Linked DNA regions of Mus musculus: regions 2 and 3 are each linked to region 1. Evidence: chromatin contacts called from public promoter capture Hi-C data. All regions are on one chromosome and are shown on one strand. Each heading gives the region's core, a stretch centred on a gene start, on an enhancer-like site or on the middle of the called end of the contact. The rest is flanking DNA. Distances are from core to core; before and after follow the strand shown.

What was found. Promoter capture Hi-C pulls out the DNA fragments that hold promoters and counts their contacts.
Region 2: a contact with region 1 is called in a promoter capture Hi-C map of cranial neural crest. The contact joins the promoter of Nr1h2 here to the promoter of Ercc1 in region 1. A contact is called at or near these places in 5 of 39 promoter capture datasets (cranial neural crest, frontonasal cranial neural crest, maxillary cranial neural crest and 2 more).
Region 3: a contact with region 1 is called in a promoter capture Hi-C map of pre-B cells. The contact joins the promoter of Emc10 here to the promoter of Ercc1 in region 1. A contact is called at or near these places in 3 of 39 promoter capture datasets (cranial neural crest, frontonasal cranial neural crest and pre-B cells).

The regions. Positions count from the first base shown.
Region 1 is chr7:19,343,554-19,346,451 of GRCm38.p6, forward strand. Ercc1 (excision repair cross-complementing rodent repair deficiency, complementation group 1) reads left to right here and starts at 1,518. Exons shown (of 10, transcript NM_007948.2): 1 at 1,518-1,643; 2 at 2,053-2,164. The coding sequence starts at 2,060.
Region 2 is chr7:44,552,503-44,555,400 of GRCm38.p6, forward strand. It overlaps Nr1h2 (nuclear receptor subfamily 1, group H, member 2), which reads right to left and starts at 1,463. Exons shown (of 10, transcript NM_001285517.1): 1 at 1,307-1,463; 2 at 1,077-1,206; 3 at 195-252; 4 at 5-118. The coding sequence starts at 234.
Region 3 is chr7:44,494,898-44,497,795 of GRCm38.p6, forward strand. Emc10 (ER membrane protein complex subunit 10) reads right to left here and starts at 1,521. Exons shown (of 7, transcript NM_197991.3): 1 at 1,359-1,521. The coding sequence starts at 1,472. Fam71e1 (family with sequence similarity 71, member E1) reads left to right here and starts at 1,698. Exons shown (of 5, transcript NM_028169.2): 1 at 1,698-1,833; 2 at 2,018-2,136; 3 at 2,606-2,736. The coding sequence starts at 1,791.

The sequences.
Region 1 (2,898 bases), core at 268-2,767:
AAATGATTCCAGGTAGAGAAACTAAGGCATTCAGTGGGAACTTGCCTCTGTCAGCGCTTCCTTCACAGAACACACGGTTCAGGCGCGCCCTCTAATGGCAAGGCTTATGCACGGCACTCTGATTCCTTGGCAGCTCAACCCCTTTCCTTCCTAGGATCAACGGTTACTTACTATTAAATTTGATAAATTAACTAGTTTTGAGTCAGGATCTTATTTTGTAGCTCTGGCTGACCTGGAAATCACTCTGTAGGTCATGCTGTCCTCGAACTCACCGAGATCCGCCTGTCTCTGCCTCGTGTGTTGGGATTAAATGTGTGAGCCATTTCGCCTGGCTACTATTAATAGTTCTGTTTTGTATCACACTTCCAAAGGCCTGGGGCCATGGCTCAATAGTAGTGTCTCTGCCTAGAATTCACAGCGTAGGCATGTGCTTGTACACACACACACACACACACACACACACACACACCTCACAACTAGGAAAACATTAAAAAAGATATAGAGGGATTACATATGATGACCTTTGGGCGTGCCCTCTCTCAATACACGAAGACCAAAAGAAAATGGAGAATACGTTGGTAAATGCATGCAAAATTTTAAATGGAGAATTTTTAAAAGTATGAACTCGAAGGAAAGATTTGCAGCCTAATGAAGTGACTAACAGCATCAGCCCTTAAGCATCACTCCAACAAATGGGCGGTAATCAAAAGATGCTCATCTCCTTTTCCTCCCCCTTTTTAATTTAAAAAACCGTTGAATTGCTCATTTCGAAAAAATGGGCAAAGGATATGAGCCAATCTTTGTTAAAAGGAATAGGCAAAGGAAATGAGCAAGAACAAAAAATATATAAGACCATTAAACTATTTCCTTAGCAATCACAGAACTACAAGTTGGAACGGGGTGAAACTGTCCTTCCAGGAAATGAGTCATACTAAGTCATTCATGGGGCCCAGGTCTCGGAACACAGGTGTCCCTTCCTTCAGGAAGCCCGTCCTCACACCCCAGCTGGGTCAGGTGCCCCCTAACACGGGCTCAATGTCCTCTGGGCTCTCCCTTCCCGACCCTGCCCGCTCTGGGTTGTCCCTGTCTGACTGTCCCACTGGACTTTAAGCCACAGCTGTCGGTATCAGTCCCTGCTTGGGATGCAAGTGGGGAATGGCTTAGAATGAGTGAGTCAATGTCTGTGGGCTGAGTCCACCCACGCTTACAGGGAGGGCGTCCTCTGAAATCTCACCTCCCTCCTCTCTCTCTCTCTCTCTCTCTCTCTGTCTCTCTCTCTCTTTGTCTCTGTCTCTCTCTCCTTTCCTCCTTTCCCTCCCCCACCTCCTTTGATCATCACTGAGCCGGATCTGGAGTCTGGGAAGCGCTCAAGAGGGCCTTGGAACACAACTACTTGAAGTCAAAGTCTCCCAGGTACCAAGATGCACAAGCTTCCATCCGCCCCAAACCACAGCGGTCCTCCAGGACCATAGAGAGCAGCGCGAATAGAGTTCCCCGCTCTAACTCCTCCGGGGAGCAGCGAGACGAGCGAAGGGCCAGAGCGGCCGGAAGTGAGTCTAGCAGGAGTTGTGCTGGCTGTGCTGGCGTTGTGTCGCCTCTGTTTCCCCCCGTGGTATTTCCTTCTAGGCATCGGGAAAGACCAGGTGAGTTTTGGCAGTGCTTAGACGCAGAGCTAGGACCGAGAGGGACAGGGTGGAGGTGGATGGAGGCCGGGGATTGATGATTGGCAGCGGAAGAAGCCAATCATTGCGGAGGCTGAGACTAGGCCGGGACTGGGCGAGGCGAAAGCATCCAGGTGTGCCCCTGGGGGCGGGGCCAATTGCCTCTGAGCGAGTGTCGTGCGGGAGTAATAGCAGGTAGGCGGGGCTATAAGACCCGTAGACCAATCCGGAGTGAGAAGGAGGAAAGGGGCGGGCCCACTGGTTGGTCCTCTGGAACCTAACGCTAGCGAACCGGGCAACCTTTTGTGGGATGGGGTGGGGATACCACTGTGAGCCAGAGTTTCCCTCTGGAATATGGAAATGCCTACGACGATGTCGCCACGCCTTTCAGGCCCCAGATGGACCCTGGGAAGGACGAGGAAAGTCGGCCACAGCCCTCAGGACCACCCACCAGGAGGAAGTTTGTTATCCCACTGGAGGAAGAAGAGGTGCCCTGTGCAGGGGTAAGAGCGAAGACTTGGGGGCTCTTGGGAGTTAAAAGGATCCCTGGGACTACGGTGTGAGTTTAGGCTTGGGTTGCTTTGGAAAAATAACCTGCCATGCTCTGCAATCCTCGGTTTGCCCGTTGGTAAAATGGCATGACAGGGTGGTTAAGGGAGAGGCTGGCAGCTGGGCAATGGCCAGTGATAGCTTTTGTTTGTTTAGTTTGGGTCTTCGATTGGGTCACATGTTTCCTGGGCTAGCCTTGAAATTGATGTGTAGCTAGGGTTGGCCTTAAATCCAGTTCCTCCCATCTCCACTTCCCAAGTGCTGAGGTTATAGCAATGGAACATCCTTTTGTTTTTTGTGTGGATGTTTTGCATGCCTGTATGTCTGTGCACTACATGCATGTAGACCTGCAGAGGCCAGAAGTCATTGGCTCCCCTAGACCTGGAATTGAATCCAGATCCTCTTGAAGAGCAGCCAGTGCTCTTAACTGAGAAGGCATCTCTCTGGCCTCTAAAACATGTCTTTGTGCTGTCTGTACACACATGGATGAGTGCTGTGAAGCTCCTGTGAAGGGCAAAAGATAACCCGTGGGACTTGATTTTATCCTTGTACTGTGTAGATCCTCAGGACTGAACTGAGTGAGGTCACGAAGCTGGCAAGTACCTTTACCCACTGAGCCATCTTGCCTGCCCCCCCTTCCTTCTTTCTTTTCTTTTCTTTCTTTTTTTCTTTCTTGAGCCTTGCTATG
Region 2 (2,898 bases), core at 213-2,712, about 25 Mb after region 1:
TCACCCACGATGTAGGCAGAGCTGGACCCTTCAGAGCCTGGAGGAGGATCAGTCTCCTGCCCCTCTTCCTTAATAGTGGGTGACGTGGCGGAGGTACTGGGCTGAGGAGAACCATTCCCTAGGAAAAGGAAGACAGGACAGTGAGCTTCTCCAACACTGTGGAAGGGGCTGGCTAGGGAAAGCCCGTCACTCACCAGGCACGGGAGTGTCCAGAGAACTTGTGGGGGAAGACATAGTGGGTCACGAAGCAGCCTGCTGAACATAGGGGAGCCAGCCAATTACAGGGCATAATAGGGGTGTCTCTTCTTCCAGTGCTCACGGACTCTTGAGACATGATCTCATACAGCTCAGGCTACCCGAACTATGTGGCTGAACAGCTTGAACCACCTCCAAAATCTTGGAACACACTACTCTAGGCTGTCCTGGGATCTTCCGCACTCCTGCCTCGGCCTCTCAAGTGCTGCCATTACAAGACTGTGCCACACCTCAGTGTTTTTAACTTCTATATTGAGCCCCCACTCCCAGCCCTAGTTCCTAATAAACATCACACACTTTAACATGCCCAACCCGGCCCACTGCTCCTTCCACCTCTCTACGAATCATGACCTCAGAGAGCCCAACAACTCTATTCCTCTTCTGTGAGCACCAACTGTGCTCTTATCATGGGAGATCCTAACTTTGCCCCGCCTCTCCCATCAGGGCGCAACCATTACCCTTCTACCATAGGCTCCTTCAAGGCTTTAACGCACCCCAATACAGACCCCAGACCCTACCCATCCCATCAAGTCCCTGGCCCCACCCCTTCCCACTCTGGAGCAGAAACCCAAATTCCGCCCCGTTCCTCCTAGGCTCCGCCCCTCTCATTCCCCCAAAGCCAATTATAGGTCTTCACTGTGCCACGCCCTCCATGCCTCTGCCCCTCCCAATCCCCCCCAACAGTGGTCTAGGCCCCGCCCCAAGAATCAAAAGCCTTTAATCACAGACTATCTACAGCAGGCCTTCTGCCCATCTGTGTCCCGCCCCCGCCCACCAACCATAGGCTTTCCCTACGCCCCGCCCCGTAGAGTCACGCCCACCTTGTTCCAGGCCCCGCCCCTCTCCGTGCACCAGGGGGAGGCGGGGCTCATGACTGCACCGGCGATCGGGAGGGGGGTCGCAGGGGGTCTCCGACTCTGTTGCCCTGGAAACGGCCGTGGGAGGCGAGAGCTGCGAGGAAAGTGAGGGAAGGATGCGCGCGCTAAGCGGGACCCACGGCGATCCGCGTACCGGGCTCAGTCCCACCTGCCCGGCCGCCCGGCGCACTTGCCTCTGTGTCCGCACCGGTGATTGTGCCTCCACAGCACTTTGGAAGTAACTTCAGAAGCCTGGGAGTAGCTCGAAGCAACAGCGCTTGCTGAGCGAAAAGCAAAAGTAACTTCGCCACTTCTTCCGGCAACCCCGCTGCGCGTCACTTCCGGAAGTAGGCGGACCGGGAAAGGTGACAGACTTCCGGTCTGCCAGGGCGCCACCGACTGTGAGGCCTCGGCCGGAAGTGGCACACCGGAAGTTTATTTCTTCTGGTAGTTCCCCTCTGGGACTCAGAAAAAAGTTCCGGAAAGTTCTTTCGTTTCTTTTCGCAGGTGGCTAACGAAGCAGGTTTTAACCTTTTTGAGTAGTTTAAAGTTCTCTACTTTTGTAGCGGTGCTGCATGGCTGCTTTTTAAAAAAATTTTTGTCTTGATTTTGAGACAGGATCTCTTATTTCAAGGGTGGCCTTAAACTTCTGAGCCTGTTGCCTTTACCTCCCCATTATTGCGGTAGCAGCTCCTCTTCCAGCCCTGTATGTTGGTTCTAAATATTTTAAATTTGGAGATGGCAAGATGGTTACAGGATGGTTTTAAGCCTAAAAAGCTTAAAGGCTTTTCATACCTTAAACTTCTCCAGCTCAGGGCTTGGGCTGCCCTTCCCTTTATAATCCAGCCGATTTGGTTACTGGGTCCTTTACTCTCCTGGCTCGCCTCTCTCTCCTTCTCCTTCTCCTCCTCCTCACATGTCCTGATTCTGGATCTTGTTCACTTTGGACTCTCTTGATGTCCCCGCCTCGGGAACTTTTTTTTTTTTTTTTAAGATTTATTTATTTATGTATATGTGAGTACACTGTAGCTGTCTTTAGACACACCAGAAGAGGGCATCAGATCTCATTACGGATGGTTGTGAGCCACAATGTGGTTGCTGGGATTTGAACTCAGGACCTTCAGAAAAGCAATTGGTGCTCTTAACTGCTGAGCCATCTCTCCAGCCCAGGAACTTTTTTATACAAGAATTTATTTTTGCATTCAGCTTCATAATAGGAAGAAGTAAATATAAAAAAGGCAAATTGGGTGCAGACCCATGCCTGCAATAAGCAAACAGACCCAGGCAAGGCAAGAGGATTGCTTTTAGTTGGAAGCCAAATTGAGCTAGGAAGTGAGACCTGGCCATCAGCTAAATGTGAATAAACAAGTAGCCTCAACCCCTCTCCCATAAAAGTAATAATACCAGCTTTTTCACAAAAGATTGAAATACTTGTGTGAATCTCAGATGGAAAACATTCAGAGATTGTTTCTCCGCACTCCCCACTTATGGACAGTTGGGAATCTTTATTAAGCACAAATTCTTGCTTTTACTTAACTTTTGTTGCTGTTGTTCTTGGTTTTGTTTTGTTTTGTTTTTTGTTGTTGTTGTTTTGGTTTTGTTTTGTTTAGGTTTGGTTTTTTCGAGACAGCGTTTCTCTGTATAGTCCTGGCTGTCCTGGAACTCACTTTGTAGACCAGGCTGGCCTCGGACTCAGAAATCCGCCTGCCTCTGCCTCCCAAGTGCTGGGATTAAAGGCGTGCGCCACCACCGCCCGGCCACTGTTGTTCTTGTTGATTTGTTTGTT
Region 3 (2,898 bases), core at 271-2,770, about 25 Mb after region 1:
ACCCCAAGTAAGAACCACTCACGCTCTGGGCGGGGCAGAAGGACAGGCTGAAGGACAGGCCGTAGCTGCATGCTCACATCCAATCACAGGTGCTCTGCCCAGGACTGCCTCTCATGACACAGTCCATTTCCATAGCCCAAAGAAAACTCTAAAAGCTTGTTATTCTCATGTCCAATGCCCGGGTCGTTATCTTTTTGTTGGTTTTTTTGGTTTTGAGAGTCTCAGTGCACAGCCCGAGCTAACCTCTGATTCACAATTCTTCTGCCTCCACCTCTTCGTGCTGCTACTACAGGTAAATACCACCTTGCTCTGCCCCCCACCCCAGGTCATTCAGGTTTTCATTCACGAGTTCACTTCCTTTGCACATGCTAATACTCTGACCATTCACATTGGCAAGAAGCCCACTTCTCTCTGGCACATCCTAGATCCACACTTTCTTTCCCACGGTTCTGAAGCAGAGTCCCACTAAATCACTCCCTGATCCAGACCGGAGATGATCCTCCTGCCTACGTCTGCTGAGCGCTTGGGGTTACACATGAGCACCACCACCATCAGCTTAATTTCTTTGTAATTTTTCTTTTTTTAATTTTGTGTATGGATATCTGCTGCATGTACCTATGTGCCCTGTGTGCATGCCTGGTACCTGGTGTGCCAGAAGAGAATGTGCAATCCCCAAAAACTGAAGTTAGCAGACAGTCGTGAGCCTCTAGGTAGGTGCCAGAAAGCAAACCCAGGTACTCCAGAAAAGCAGTCAGTTCTCTTGGCCCTCATTTCTCCAGCACCCTATTTTTGGGGTTTTTTTGAAACAGGACCTTAGGTAGCCCAAGGTGACCTTGCACCCCACACCCAGGCCTAAGCCTTAGATGTCTTAATTTCAAGCTTCTCCTAGCCAGGCATCCTACAGCACTCTGGCTCCTGAAGGACCTGACTTCTTCGTGCATATTCAGAAACATGATTCCAACCCTAGCACTAGAGCACTGCTTCCTTGCCATATCTTTATTAATTACTTATTGAGTCAGGGTCTCACTGTGTAGCCCTGGTTGGCCTAGAACTCCCTTTGTCCTAGGCTGGCCTCGAACTCAGAAATTCACCTGTCTCTGCCTCCCGAATAGGGGTATTGAAAGCGTGCACCATCACACCCCCATTTTTGTATTTTTGAGACAATCTCAAGCAATCCAAGCTAGCCTCAAACTCCTTGATCCTCCAGCCTCAGCCTCCCAAGCACGGAGATGAGAGGCTAGCTACCACTACTCCACGCAGCTCAGGTTCCGAGCAAACCACATCCTCTCATGAATATTCATGATGGGGTCCATCTAGCGCCCACAGGAGGCCGCCCCGCCCCGGCCACTAGCACTCACCCCACGCGCGGAGGCCCCGACCCGGCAGCCGCTGCCTCGGGCTCTGCTAGGAGCCGCGGCTACCATCAGCAAGAGCACTAGCAGCCGGGTCACCCCGGCACCCGCGGCCACCATACGGGAGCGTTGAGAAAAACCGAGAGCCATACAGCCCGCTAGGAAACACAGGGTTCATCCTGAGGCTCACGCGCCTGCGCCGCACGCCGCGCCTGCGCACTAGCGCCCGTCCGCCTGCTCCCGCAGTCAGGGCGGCCATTTCTCCATCCGGGTCTCTAGGGCTCACGTTCCCGGTGACACCACCTGGGAGAGAAGTGACGTCGTTGACGTCACGGAACGCCGGGCACCCTATTGTAAAGTCACAAGCTCTAGGCCCCACCCTTTATCTGTCTGTCCCAGGCTTCACTCGGCGTTCCTCCCCAGGGCCGGGGCGTGGCGATGAAGGGCGGTCGAGATCTTAAGGCCGCTCGGGGCGGAGCAGGTGAGACCAGTTCTGAGGGGATGGAAGGTGACAAAAGGACTTCTGCCTGGAGGGGTTGGCCCTAGAGAGGGAGCCGGGGAAGGTATGGGACCAGCAATGCGGAGGCCGCTGCCCCGCATGCGCCCTCGGTCAGAGTTCATGTACCTGGCATCCTGGGATGGATGCTCGCGCTTCGCCCCTGCAGACCGCCCCCTGGCTCCAGCCTACGCCCCGTGCCGCCCTGGGCGCCTCCAACGCCACCTCCTGAGCGGCGAGTTCGACCAGCTGCGCGACTTTCCCATCTTTGAAAGCAACTTCGTGCAGGTGTGGAGCCCCGGACCTCCGACCCGTTGATGTACGGATCTCCCCCATCATTTGTCGTTCTTTCCAAGTGATCCACATCACCTCTGAGCCCGCTGGGCTTTTTGTGTCTTCAGAAGCCTTTGTCTCAGTTTCCTTGACTGTACACATATGGTTCTTGTCCTTTAATCCTAAAATCTTTGGCCCACAAGCCTTTTTTTTTTTTTTTTTTTCCTTTTTAGAGGTAATATGGCTGGTACTCTGGGCTTCACTCGTTATTCAGCAGGAGCTCTACCCCTTAGTCACACCCTAGCCCTGCACCGGGGGATTCTAGGCATGTGTGCTTATATTCTGAGCCACATTCCCAATCCCTAACCTACTGTTCATCTCCCCTAGTTCATGACCTTTCACTCTGTCAAGATCCCCAAGACCCAATCAGATTCCTGTTGAGTTCTGTTCTCCATCTATCGATCCTCTTAACCTTTGGCCCCAGGTGACCCGGTTTGGAGAAGTCGCCAACAAGGTCACCATGGGGGTGGCAGCCTCTAGTCCTGCCCTGGAGCTGCCAGACCTGCTGCTGCTGGCCGGCCCTGACAAGGAGAATGGACACCTGCAGCTCCTCGGGTGACTGCCCCTCTAAGTCCCAACTTCCTCCAACCTCCCTGCCGCCATTTTGCCACCCAGGGACCAAGATCACCACCAAACCTCTTCACTAAGAAAAATGGCAGGGCACTTCACAGAGGTCAGAAGTCAGGCGAGATGAGGGAGGACAGCCCTCAGTGGCAT